4 separate regions of the Mus musculus genome follow, and regions 1, 2 and 3 are each linked to region 4. A link is a contact called in public HiCAR-type and promoter capture Hi-C data. All regions are on one chromosome and are shown on one strand. The core of a region is the stretch at or near the end of the contact, and the rest is flanking DNA. Distances in the headings are between cores, read along the strand shown. Region 1 holds the start of Carhsp1 (calcium regulated heat stable protein 1). Region 2 holds the start of Ntan1 (N-terminal Asn amidase). Region 3 holds the start of Bfar (bifunctional apoptosis regulator). Region 4 holds the start of Snx29 (sorting nexin 29).

Region 1 (2,918 bases), core at 399-2,898, 2.7 Mb after region 4:
CACCCATCATGAAGACAGGAAAGCAAGCTGGCGAAACCCAAAAAGGTTTTACTGCTGTCTCCAGTTAGGGCGGCCCTTCTCGTTTTAATTTCCCTAGCCAAGAAGATATACACAGAGACTTGTCTCTTTAGGTGACTGCAGATCCAGTAAAGGTGACAGCCATGGTTCATAATCATACTGGGTCACAGAAGACTGCCTCAAAAATAAATAAACCGATCATGGAGGGGTCCAAAAAGCTTGTGTGACTATATACTTCAGTCTCCTCGTGGGCACGTGCCTGGGCATCTGTCTTTTTTTTTTTTTTTCCTTCCTGAATGGTGACTGTACCATTTTCTAGTCCCCCTGCCAGAGAGCCGAGGGAGCCCTTCTCTTTGCCTGAGGAGTTGGCTTTCTTGATTTTGATGGTTCAGCATGCCCTGGGGGTAGGTCTAGAGGGTCTCAGTAGGGATGAGCTATCTCTTGGAAGACTGGGGGCTGCTGCCTACCACACCTACAGGGAACCTCTTTCCCACACCTAGGAAATATGAATTTGACCCTGGGGGGGGGGTCACGCTGAGGGCTTGCTCTCTTTGTTGGCCATGGAGATAGATCACAGCATGTCTCTGTGCCTCAGTTTCCTTTTCTGAAAATTGGAAGAAACACCATTTACTTCCACAGATAAAGTATCTTAAGGGTTTCTATTGCTGCCATGAAAACACCATTGATCAAAAAGCAAACTGGGGAGAAAGAGGTTTATTTGGCTTACACTTCCATGTTTCTGTTAATTATTGAAGGAAGTTAAGACAGGAACTGGGCAGGAGCTGATACAGAGGCCATGGAGGACAGCTGCTTACTGGCTTGCTCCTCATGACTTACACAGCCTGCTTTCTTATAGAACCCAGGACCACTAGCCCAGGGATGGCTCCACCAACAACCAGCTGGGCTCTTTCTTCATTGATCACTAATTGAGAAAATGTCCTATAGTTGGATCTCATGGAGGCATTTCCTCAACTGAGGCTCCTTTTTCTCGGATGACTCTAACTTGTGTCAAGTTGACACACAAAACCAGCCAGTACATAAAGCTTCAGGGATTCAGTAGAAATAAAAATTGAAAAAACATGGGGTTGGTGCCCACACCCATCTCAAATCCATTAGGGAGTCTGAGGCTATCCTGTCTCAAAATCAGCCCACGAAGAATAAATCAATTAGACAATAGAAAACGAACAAAACAACTCCTCCCTCCTCTCATTTTTATATTTCCCTTTCTGTCTCTCGCCTTCCTTCTATCTCTTAATTCTTGAAAAAAAAAAAAAAAAAGGCGCCCGCTTATCTCGAGTCAAGGGCAGGTTGGGGCCGGACTTGTGCTGGGGAGTGGCAGGCACAGCACGCCGAGACCCGATTGTGCCACTTTCCCGGGCACCGGGCCGGCACTGGGCGCCCGCAGACCCGCGAGTGGCGGGGAGAACACCTCCAGCCGCTGCCGAGTCCCCGGCTCCCGCCCGCGGGGCATCAACACAAAGGTCCTGCGGCAGCAGCTGTGCCGCGCTCCTCCTCCCCGACCAGTCCAAGGTCCGGGCCGCGCGTCCATTGGCCCGGAGCTCCAAGGGGCGTGGTCTCACACTCCGCCCTGCCCCGCGGCCACGCCCCAAGTCCCCGATCTTTTCTTGCAGTCGAAGAGCAGCAGCTGGAGGAGTAGGACGTGTCGCCAGGTAAGTGGCTGGTCCTGGGACCCTAGGGATGGGCGTGATGGTGCGCGGGATCTCTGGAGCCGCGGGGACGGGGCCGAGGCCTGCTCTGCACTTTGCTTCCCCTCTGTGGGGCCTTCTCGTTCTCCAGCTCCGTGATGGGTGCCCCCCCACCCCCACCTCCGGGACGTGCTCCAGTCGCCCGGGCTAGTTTGGGGAGCGCGGGTTACTCACCGTCCCCAAGGGGAGACGGGTGGGTGTGGCCACAACACCGATACTTGTCTGACTTCGGTTAGTACTTCTCTCTGGGCCACCTGTTTTTTGAGCGTAGGAGGCGCGCCCTCTGCGTTTTCTGGCGGGCTGGAGGTGCTGGAGACTCGCGGCTAGAGGAAGGCGGAGCTGTCCTCGACGGCCGGGCCTCGCCAGCTGCATGCTGGGCGGCGGGACAGTAGCCAGGCCCGGAGAGGGGGAACCGCCCTGACCCCTCGCGGTTGGCTGCCTGTAGGGAGGAGGAGCGGCAGGGCGCGCTCGCTTGGTGTTTGCGCCAGGATGGGGGCCTTAGGGCACAGAGGAAAACTTCACCGGGACTGGCGGTCCTGTTTACAGGCCGGAAATGCAAGGTTGGGTTTTGCTTTTTGTTTAAAAAAACCAGGCTCTGAGCTCACAGTTTTCTGAGGTTGCAGTTTAGGTCTGTGCAGGGTCAGCTGTAGATTCCCACTTCTCCTTCAGGGCCTGGATTCTGAGAGATGGAGGTGCCCCTTTGCAAAATAGGAGACCCCCCCACCCTTCCCCGCCGATTGGAATAGAGGGAGCTGGCTAGCCTAAGTGTCTGGAGAAATAGGGGCTTTTTAAAAACCTTCCCCTCTTGACCATACTGTTACTTCTTGGTGCTTTTAGTATGTTCTCTCTCCAAGCTGAAGCCAGAGGGAGAGAATGAAAAATAATTGGTCATTAAACCAGTAGTGGTGGGTTATGCCTGCAGTCCCAGCACTGGGGAGGTAAAAAGGATTCAGGATTCAGGTTCAATCGTGGCTCCATAATTAGTTCAAGGCCAGCTGCGGTAAATAACTTCCTTCTCCTTCACAGCACTGGGGAGACTAAGACAGAGGAACTGTCCACAGCAAGATCCTTCAAACCACTTAAAAACTCGAATTACAATCTGTGTCCCATGTTCCTGTTCTTTGTCCTATTAGGCTCGAACTTTCCCACAGGGCCTTCTCTAGCGGCTTTGTGACTCTGACTGTTCATTGTGTC
Region 2 (3,039 bases), core at 257-2,756, 2.5 Mb before region 4:
GATTGCCTAGCATATAAATAAAGTAGGGGAGGCAGAGGCAGGTAGATCTCAGAGTTTGAGGCCAGAATGGTCTACGGAACAAGTTCAGGACAGCCAAGGCTCCACAGAGAAATCCTGTCTCAAAAACAAAATTGAACCAAAACTTAGAAGAATGGTTGTGACCAAGGACCTGATTTTCTACTTTCCTCTACGGAGCCTTCACATCATCCCCTAAGGCAAGTGGGCCTGAAGTCCTCACTCCAACTGTTCCCCTGGCCTCTATGTGCAGCCCTCTTTGCCCTCCTCACTGGGGGCCTCCTTGGCCCCACTTCCCTGCTCTTGAAAACCAACTCTCCACTCTGCATCCTTTCTGGGCTGCGTCTCCCTAAATAAACCAAACCCTTGCTTCCGGAGACACCACCCTACATCACCTCGTCTCTGCCTCATGTAATGTGCTGCGTGGCCACTAAAACTACAAGTTTCAGACACAGGAGAGAGGCTCCTAAATCCTTGAAGTGCTGGAACTTTTCTTGTGTTATTTCTGGCTTCATCGACACAGTGTACAGTGCCTAGCCCGATTTGTAGGAGCCAGTATTAGGATCAGGCTGTCTTGAAATTCAAATTAACAGTCAGTCTCCCTGTCCCGTAGTTCTCAGGGGTCATTCTGCCCATTCACTTACCCAACAAATATTCGGTTAGCACAATGCCATCTGCTTTCAGGAAGCATTTGCTCCAGGAAGCAGATCCAGGGGAAGACAAAGCAAGTAAGCAGACAGAACCACAAACTCCACAGAGACGCAGTGCTTCACCTCTCAGAGGGAACGTGGGCATCTTTCCTTCAAGGCTATAACTGATTAGGAAACAGGTCCCGTCCTAGACTGTACTATGTGAGATCCATGGACGGGCTGAGTCCAAATTAGTATGTGGGATACTTGGTCATCACTGCCTTCACTATGAGCCCTCTTTCAGAAGTCCCCACAAGGAAAGAACAAGACTCCATCAGGGAGCAGTCCTCCCGGACCCAGCAACTTCCAAACGAATCCCTTATTTCTAGCTAAAAAATAATCCGCGCCCCTCTACGCCCTGGGGGGCAGGAATGAGCGCGCAAAGAACTGGGACCCCCGCCCACACCTTTCTGCAGCTGGGTAATGCGGGGATCCGCACGAGCGCCCCGACTTGCAGAGCCCGCCGAGTGTCCTCGCGCTGTGTACGCGCTGTGCGACCTTCCGTAAGTCACCTTAACCTCTCTGGGCCTCGTCTCACCAGGTCCCTAGTGAAAGCGCGTCGGCGGCCGGGCTGCGGAGTTCCCATCCGCCCCGAAAGCCCGGGTAGGTCGCTCACCTCCAGAGGCGGGTGCGCCCGGACCAGCTCCACAGCGGACCGTGGCAGACGGACGCGCTGCCCATCCACCAGCAGTGGCATCGTCTAGGCCGCCGCCAGGCCGAGTTAGGTGGCCACCGCCCCGCCCCGCCCCGCTCCGCTTCGCCCCGCCTCGGGGCATGCCACGCCCACCGTGGGCGCCGCGCCCACCGCGGACTCGGCCCGGATGTGTAGTCCAGGCGGACGTGGAGCAGCCCGAAGAGATCGAGGAGACGGAATAGCCCTTGGGCTGCAAGGCATCACGGGAGATGTAGTCCAAACTTTGTCGGCGTCCACTCACTACCCGTGTCCCTCCTGGCTGGTGCCAGCAGCTGTAGTCGCAGAGACTTGAGCATTAAGGACGCGGAAAGGAGAACCTCGAGGGTAGCCTCGCGCTTTGCGTCACCCAGCCCTGACCCCTGCCTCGGCCGAGTTGATTCGCAAAAGTTTATTCAGTCAACGTCCCTTTCAGCTGGCAGACGTAGTGCAGAAGGCGTGGGGAACCCGAGAATTGCGGCCCCAGCTAGCACCGCGGGGGCGTAAGCGCGGAAGAAACAGGGTCCTCACATATACCTGCTTTTGTTATATAACTCCTCCCCCTCACCCCCCACCCCCCAGTTATCCCGGATTGGTTAATGAAGGTGCCTACAGCCTGCAGCTGGGCAGAAGAGAAGTAGGAGGGGCTTGGGGTCTGACGCAGGGACCACAGGGAAGGAGAGCGGGAGTTTCTATTGGTGTACAATTCCACCAGGCTCAGGCCAAGAGCTACCCAGCAACAGCTTGTGTCATTGCCCGCTGCCCGCCAGGTGCAAGGCAAGTGTGACAGCAGCACCAGCATACAGAGGAGTCACTACCCCAGTTCTTTCACTCTCTATTCCCATGTGTTCTCAGGCAGCCTCTCTTCCCTCTCTTTGTCCTCCGCTTCTGCCCCTTTCTATATCCCTATTCATTTCATCTTTATATTTGATCTGTCTCAAGGTGTGATTCCTCAGGGGGATACCTTGACATGGGCCCGCCCACCGCATTATCCCGGAGCTTTATATTTCATAAGTTTCAGATAGGCTAGGAGGATGAACTGGAGCAATGAGGAAAGAGTCTGGAGCAAGATCATGAAAACACACGAAGCCCAAAGAACCTGACGATAAGAATTGGGGTCATGGGTGGGAGGTAGCCAGATTATCTTAAGAGGTTAACAGATCATTTAACTCCTCAGCTATTGAGGAGCTGCTTGGAATAAATCTTGTTTTCTCCGCGTGGTTAATGTTATGGAGACTAGCATGAGATAAAGAAATACAGTCGGGCAGTGGTGGAGTGGTGGCGCATGCCTTTAATCCCAGCACTTGGGAGGGAGAGAGGAGAGAGGAGAGAGAGAGGGGAGAGGGGAGAGGGGAGAGGGGAGAGGGGAGAGGGGAGAGGGAGAGGGAGGGAGAGGGAGAGGGAGAGAGAGAGGGAGGGAGAGAGAGAGAGAGAGAGAGAGAGAGAGAGAGAGAGAGAGAGAGGGAGAGAGAAATCCGGTTGCCAGATAAATCCGGTTTGAGGCCCTTATTTCTGCTGGTTTGGATCCTACCCATCATTATTTAGGCTTTAGTCTCATTCTGTGGTCTGACAAGTTTTTTTAGGTCTCATTGAGATCTCTTCTGGAGACAAGTTCCCCTTCAGAATGGTGCCATTGCCTTCTTCCAGCAGGAGATTCCTAGAGAA
Region 3 (3,019 bases), core at 269-2,768, 2.3 Mb before region 4:
TGGCATTTAATCCCCACGGGCAGGTGGATTTCTGTGTATTCTCGGCCAGCCTAGTGTGAATTATTGGACAGTCAGGACTCCATAGAGAAACCCTGTCTCAAAATGCACCCCCCCCAATAAACAAACAAAGAACCAAAACCAAAGTTAAGTCTTCAGAGCGAGGCCAACCTGGGCTCCCAATCTGGTCACCCTTTGTTCTCCTCGAGCTTCATTACTTTCCATTTATCAAGCCATACTAATATTATCGCTAAAGGATTGTGGGATTAGATGTCAAACTTCGACCAGGTAAAAAGTTTGCTGACTGATAATAATAGCATTACTAACTGTCACATTTTACTGAATGCTGTTAACAGTGTGGTTAGCATTTATACTGCCAGAGAGAAAGGGGGAAAAGGGTGTGTGTGTGTGTGTGTGTGTGTGAACAGCCTGGACAGAGTACAGCTTTCCCATCAGGTTTATGGACGATATTCCCTGGCATATACCGTGCACTTTGGTCGGGACACATCCAGGCTGTTTATAAAAGAGCACTGACAAAAGTAAATAAAACTTCATCAGCACGTGCAGTCCGTACCTAAAGGTGAAAGGAAAACTCCTTCGCATTGGCCTCTCCTGGTGTGACGTTGGGGCCACTCCAAGGGCGGGCCAATGGGCTTCCGTGGGGAGGACCCAATGGCTCCCACTTTCTCTTCTCAACCAAAGTTAGGGGTTTGCCCCTTGCCCAGTTAAAGGTCCCCAGTTAGACACAGCGTCTCTCTTCTAAAACACACACACACACACACGCTCTCATCAGCACACGATTTTTGAGTCGTGTGTATGGGAATGAGAAGAGCTAAGTTCTAGGTCAGCCTCGGTGTCACTTTGGAGTCTGATGTTCCGTTATCCTCACTTCCCATTATGAAACCCTCTGCCTTGGGACAGGAAGGTGCCTCGGATTTAGCCGACGTGGCGGGCGCCCATAGCCCGCAAGTAAGTGGAAACAAGACCCATCTCTGTCACCACCCCAGGGTCGAGTGGCTCTGACCCAGACCCCGACGCGGGGGAGGACTAGAGACCTGCAGTGGCGTGGGTCTTCGCCTCGTAAGGGAAGGGGCTACGGTCCGCAGCCCTGCTGGGACGCGTCCAGGCCGGGGTGAGGAGGCCCCAGAGCCTGGACCCACCCCGCCAGCGCAGCTCCGGGAGCGGGTTCAGTCCCCGCCAGCGCAGCTCCGGGAGCGGGTTCAGTTCCGTCTCCCGCGCCGCACTCTCAAGCCAAGCGCCCTGCCGGACCATTACCACCCCACACCGTGCCGAAGCTCACCTCGCCACTAGTCCTGGTACCCACTCTGTCACCGCCACCTGCCAGGACCCCGCGGAAGTAGAGGACAAGGCTTCGCTTCCGGAAATAACCTGGGCCTAGGGGCCGACTACGATCAGCTCCCGCAACCATAGAGGAGAGACCTCTTTATGCTCTCAACCCCGTGCGACCTCCGGCTGCCTAGAGCGGCTGCTCTAGGGGCATGCGGGCGCATGCGCACCAACGCGACCCGCCCCTTCCTTTTCGTCCGAGCCAAGCACAGAAGTCACCGCCCCAGGTCTGGAGGTTCCAGCTGGATTGCGTTCCCGTATTTAGCTAGCTTTATTCAGCCATCAAAGTCTCCCACAGTGCCCGAATGCATCGTAATAGATCTTAACTTCACATTTATGAAGAAAACCACAGAAGCAGTCCTTAAAGTTTTATTTATAGAGTCGGAATTTGGGGTAAAATGGCGTTATCACATTTACTCCGCAGCTACCCACCTTGATCTAGATCTGTTGAGAACTCAATGGTACTATGTTTTCAATCTATGACGTTGTGAGACCATGCTTGGCAGGATGATCTTTGTGAGTTCGAAGCCAGTCTAGTCTACGGAGTGAATTCCAAGACAGTCAAAGCTACATAGTGAAACTTAACCAAAGAAAGAAAAAGTTCCTGTTTCTCAGTTCTGATTTAATAAACTGTTTGCAACCCCATTCACATGTACGTGCCCTCGTTCCTTCCCTTTCATTGTATCTTTATAAAAACGTGTTAATAGCCAACTCGGGTTTTGTTTGTTTGTTTGTTTGTTTGTTTGTTTTCGAGACAGGGTTTCTCTGTATAGCCCTGGCTGTCCTGGAACTCACTTTGTAGACCAGGCTGGCCTCAAACTCAGAAATCCACTTGCCTCTGCCTCCCAAGTGCTGGGATTAAAGGCATGCGCCACCAGACCCGGCAATAGCCAACTCTTTAAACAACTCTTTAAACTCTTATCTCCTATAAGCCAGCAGAGGCTGCTCTCTCAAAACCCGATTTAGGAGGAGACAGTCAGTTAGCCTAGGTGTACCCCCCAAATACAGCTTGCTTTAATTGGACAATCATTGATTTGATCTTTCAAAATTTTAACATCTCTACGTTGTTGGAGATGGGGCTGGGAATGAAGCTCAGTTGGTACACTGCTTGACTAACATACCAAGCTGTGCTGAGTTCGATCCCAGTAGCATATAAACGAACTGGGCTCGGTGGCACACCTGTAATCCCCAAACGAGGCAAGGAGTAGGCAAGAGGATTCGAAGTTGAAGGCTGTCAGGCATGGTAGCGCTTTAACCCCAGAATTCAGGAAGCAGAGGCAGGATCTCTGTGAGTTCGAAGCCAGCCTGGCCTACAAAGTGAGTCCTCTTAAGACTGCCAGGGCACTGTTGTACAGAGAAGCTCTGTCTTGAAAAAGAAAAAAAAGTTTAAGACTATGGAGACTTAGCTATGGAATGAGTTTGAGATCAGCCACCTCTAAAGGAATAAATGAGAGTGTTCTTTTCAAGTTGGTAAAGAGTAAAACTGATTTGTGCTAGCAGAATTTACTTTCTAGAGAGTGATCTAGTAAAGGTAGAAACCTTTTTTTCTTCATTGTGATAACAGATACATAACAGAATTTACCATTTAAGATTATTTTTCCTTATTAAGACACAGCCCTGGGCTGGTGAGATGGCTAAGAACACTGGGAGCTCTTCCAGAGGTCTTGAGTTCAAT
Region 4 (2,947 bases), core at 279-2,778:
AAAACCAAAAACCAAAAACCAAAAACCAAAAAAAAAAAAAAAAAAAAAAAAAAAAGCATATTGCTTTATGTGGTAGAGCCAGGATTTGAACCCAGTACATTGGGCTCCATCACCTTTTGGTGGATGCTGGCACACACGTTTTTGTTAACATTAGTGTTAAGTTAGACCCAGTAATTTGCTTTGGCAGATGAACGTAAACTGTAAAAACCCCTCCATTAGTCCCCTCAATAAGACCACAGTTCCATAAACTTTGCTCTTGAGCAACAAAAAGCATCTAACGTTTTTTTAAAGATGCACAGAAATAATTTAAAAAACAAAAAATTAAGACTGCCCTTTGCTCCTTTGCCCTAGCACCCTCTCCGCTCCATGAAACACCTGAGTGCAAGTCTAGAGACTGGGTGCAGAGACGAAAATCCAGCTGCACAGTAAGAAAAAACAGAAACTACGAGGGTAGGCGGGTCCTCCTAAGGGAATCCAGATCCCTGAGTCCAGCAGGAGAATCAACAGCCAACACAAGCCTTCCCTGAGTCACTCCCATCTCCACGCGCAACACCCAGGAATGACTTAGCACCAAAACATCAAAACATCATCAGGACTCTTCAGAGGGAGGCTTGAAGACACAGACTCCGACAAAGGGACTAAACTTCGGTATCACTGAGCACAAGCCGTCACAAGCACCTGCCTCTCACTTCCAGACTCCCCACCCGCTCCACCTCCCTGCTGGTGGTATTGGCTTGGGCAACGCTTGAGCCCCATTTAGGTTCAGCATTGGGCAAGAAGGAAAGGGCTTCAGGACACAACCGGAGACTTCAAACGATGAGCTAGAGGAAGACATGGAGAGAACTGAAGCATGAACTAACAGCCCAAATACAAAAGGCACAACCGGGAGAGGGACGCTGCGAGGCTAACTGGCCAGCTCTGGGGACACAGGTGCAGGGAAGAGGAGGGAAGAAGACAAAGCTGTCCTAACACTGAGACCTCTGGGGACCCGGAGCTGTCGCTCTGGTTTGCTGTGTGTGACAGGGGTGTCTAGAGATGCTCTTTGCCTTTGGAGAAAGAGGAGTCACTGGGTGGAAGAGACCTGGAACAGAGAATAACTAAAAACCAGGGGCTGGTAACTGGAGCTGAGTCCCAGGAGGGTCACGGGAGAAAGAGGGACTAAGGCAAGTACCAGAGATCTGAGAATCCGGGGTGCGGAAACCTGTCAAAGGGATCGGCTGTCTGGGAGGGAATTGGGAGCAAGCTCTGCTCTAGGAGTTGGCTGTCACTGGTGAGGCAGAGGGACAGGAGCGCCAGCCCCGGGATAGTGGGAGCGGTGCAGGAGACTCCGGGCCAGGGCTCCGAGCCTGCGAGCGACCCCGCGGGGGTCTGCAGCGTGTGAGCACACCGGGCCCGGAGCGTGCGGCTGCAGTGGCGCTACGGGGCGGGTGACAGCAGCGGGGCCGCCACTCACCGCTCATGTTGCTGCTCCCGGGGCCGCCGCCTGCCTTGCCGCCGCCGCCGCGTCTGCAGCCGCCGAGCTCCACACAGGCCGGGAGAACGCGCGCCCCGCCCGCTGGCCCCGCCCCGGAAGCAGTGACTCTCCTAGGGCCCGCCTCCCGACCCGGAACCAAAATACTCGGGCAAATCGACGCCCCAGGGTAGCAGGGAAGAGAACCGGCACCTCACAAAATCAATGCCTCCCAATCCCCGAGCCAAGAAAAAGACATCCATTTAGACTGAAGTTCGGACAAGGATGCGATATACGCGTACCGAGAGCTTGGAGTAGTGTGTTGCATGTCCGTCAAACCAGCACTCGGGGGAAGGCAGGTGGATCAGAAGTTCAAGGTCAACCTTGAACTACTCAATGATTTCGAGGCTAGATGGGGCTGCTTGAGACTGTCTCAAAGAGAAGAGAGAAAAAAAGAGTAATGGGCCTGCAGGGCCTGGTGGTACAGGCTTTAAATCCCAACATTCAAGAGGATAAGTCAGGAGCCTGAGCTGCAAGAATTCAAGAGCTGTGGATGGCCGGCGTGGTAACGCACGCCTTTAATCCCGGATTTCTGAGTTCGAGGCCAGCCTGGTCTACAAAGTGAGTTGCAGGACAGCCAGGGCTATACAGAGAAACCCTGACTCGAAAAAAAAAAAAAAAAAAAAAAAAAGTTTGGTAGAGAGGGCACATGCCTTGCATGCAGGAGGCCCAAGCTTCAACTCTCTGTACAAACAAAAACAAAAGGTGAATTCAAAGCCATTCTGGGTAACTTCTCAAGACTCTCGAAATAAAAAGTAAAACCGGAGTGGTAAAACCGGAGTGGTGGATATAGTTCAGTAGTTGGAGTAGCACGTGCAAGGCCCTGCAGGCAGGAGAGTTTGTACTTTCTTGATGATGGATGTGGGAATAAAAGTGCAAAGCACAGTGATGCAGTCAGAATTTGAAACTTCACTTACAATCCTGGTGTGACCATGCACACCTTTAATACCAACATTCACAGAAGAATCGAATTACTGCCTGAGGCACTTGGGAGAATTTGTGGTGGGTGTGTGTGTGTGTGTGTGTGTGTGTGAGAGAGAGAGAGAGAGAGAGAGAGAGAGAGAGAGAGAACTTTCTAGAATGAGAATGCATTGTAATGGGTCTGAGGAGAATGACAGTGGGTCAGTGGGTTAAGGGAACTACAAGAGTTGTCCAACTGACTCTAGGCAACAGTGAGAGGAAAGGTGGGTAGGTGCTGAGAGAACACAAGAGCTAAATTCACAGCAACTGTGAAATCCAGGGTTTTGCCCTATTTTAAATATGGAGTTGAAAGACTATTTTGCCTGCTGGATATGAGGCTGGAGTCACCCAGCCTGGAGAACTTAGGCTCTTGATCAGAAATAAGAAAATAATGAAGAGCTAGAAACTGTAGTAGCTCAGTGGAAGAACACATGTGTGCCATCCTGGATTTGATTCCAATAAAGAAAGGAAAGGGAG

What was found. Promoter capture Hi-C pulls out the DNA fragments that hold promoters and counts their contacts. HiCAR-type assays count read pairs that join an accessible place to other places.
Region 1: a contact with region 4 is called in a promoter capture Hi-C map of pre-B cells. The contact joins the promoter of Carhsp1 here to the promoter of Snx29 in region 4. A contact is called at or near these places in 2 of 39 promoter capture datasets (frontonasal cranial neural crest and pre-B cells).
Region 2: a contact with region 4 is called in a HiCAR-type map of astrocytes, with 2.7 times the contacts expected there. The contact joins the promoter of Ntan1 here to the promoter of Snx29 in region 4. A contact is called at or near these places in 2 of 39 promoter capture datasets (embryonic stem cells and liver) and 2 of 115 datasets of contacts at active chromatin or transcription factors (astrocytes and stem cell-derived neural progenitor cells).
Region 3: a HiCAR-type map of astrocytes shows a contact between it and region 4, with 6 times the contacts expected there. The contact joins the promoter of Bfar here to the promoter of Snx29 in region 4. A contact is called at or near these places in 2 of 39 promoter capture datasets (cranial neural crest and hippocampal neurons), 2 of 484 Hi-C or Micro-C datasets (CD8 T cells and embryonic stem cells), 3 of 115 datasets of contacts at active chromatin or transcription factors (astrocytes, embryonic stem cells and thymic regulatory T cells) and 1 of 9 other capture datasets (liver).

What each region holds. Positions count from the first base shown.
Region 1 is chr16:8,670,883-8,673,800 of GRCm38.p6, reverse strand. Carhsp1 (calcium regulated heat stable protein 1) reads left to right here and starts at 1,648. Exons shown (of 4, transcript NM_025821.2): 1 at 1,648-1,688.
Region 2 is chr16:13,817,718-13,820,756 of GRCm38.p6, reverse strand. Ntan1 (N-terminal Asn amidase) reads right to left here and starts at 1,506. Exons shown (of 10, transcript NM_010946.4): 1 at 1,321-1,506. The coding sequence starts at 1,401.
Region 3 is chr16:13,670,357-13,673,375 of GRCm38.p6, reverse strand. It overlaps Bfar (bifunctional apoptosis regulator), which reads right to left and starts at 1,518. Exons shown (of 8, transcript NM_025976.5): 1 at 1,298-1,518.
Region 4 is chr16:11,321,485-11,324,431 of GRCm38.p6, reverse strand. Snx29 (sorting nexin 29) reads right to left here and starts at 1,528. Exons shown (of 21, transcript NM_028964.4): 1 at 1,454-1,528. The coding sequence starts at 1,460.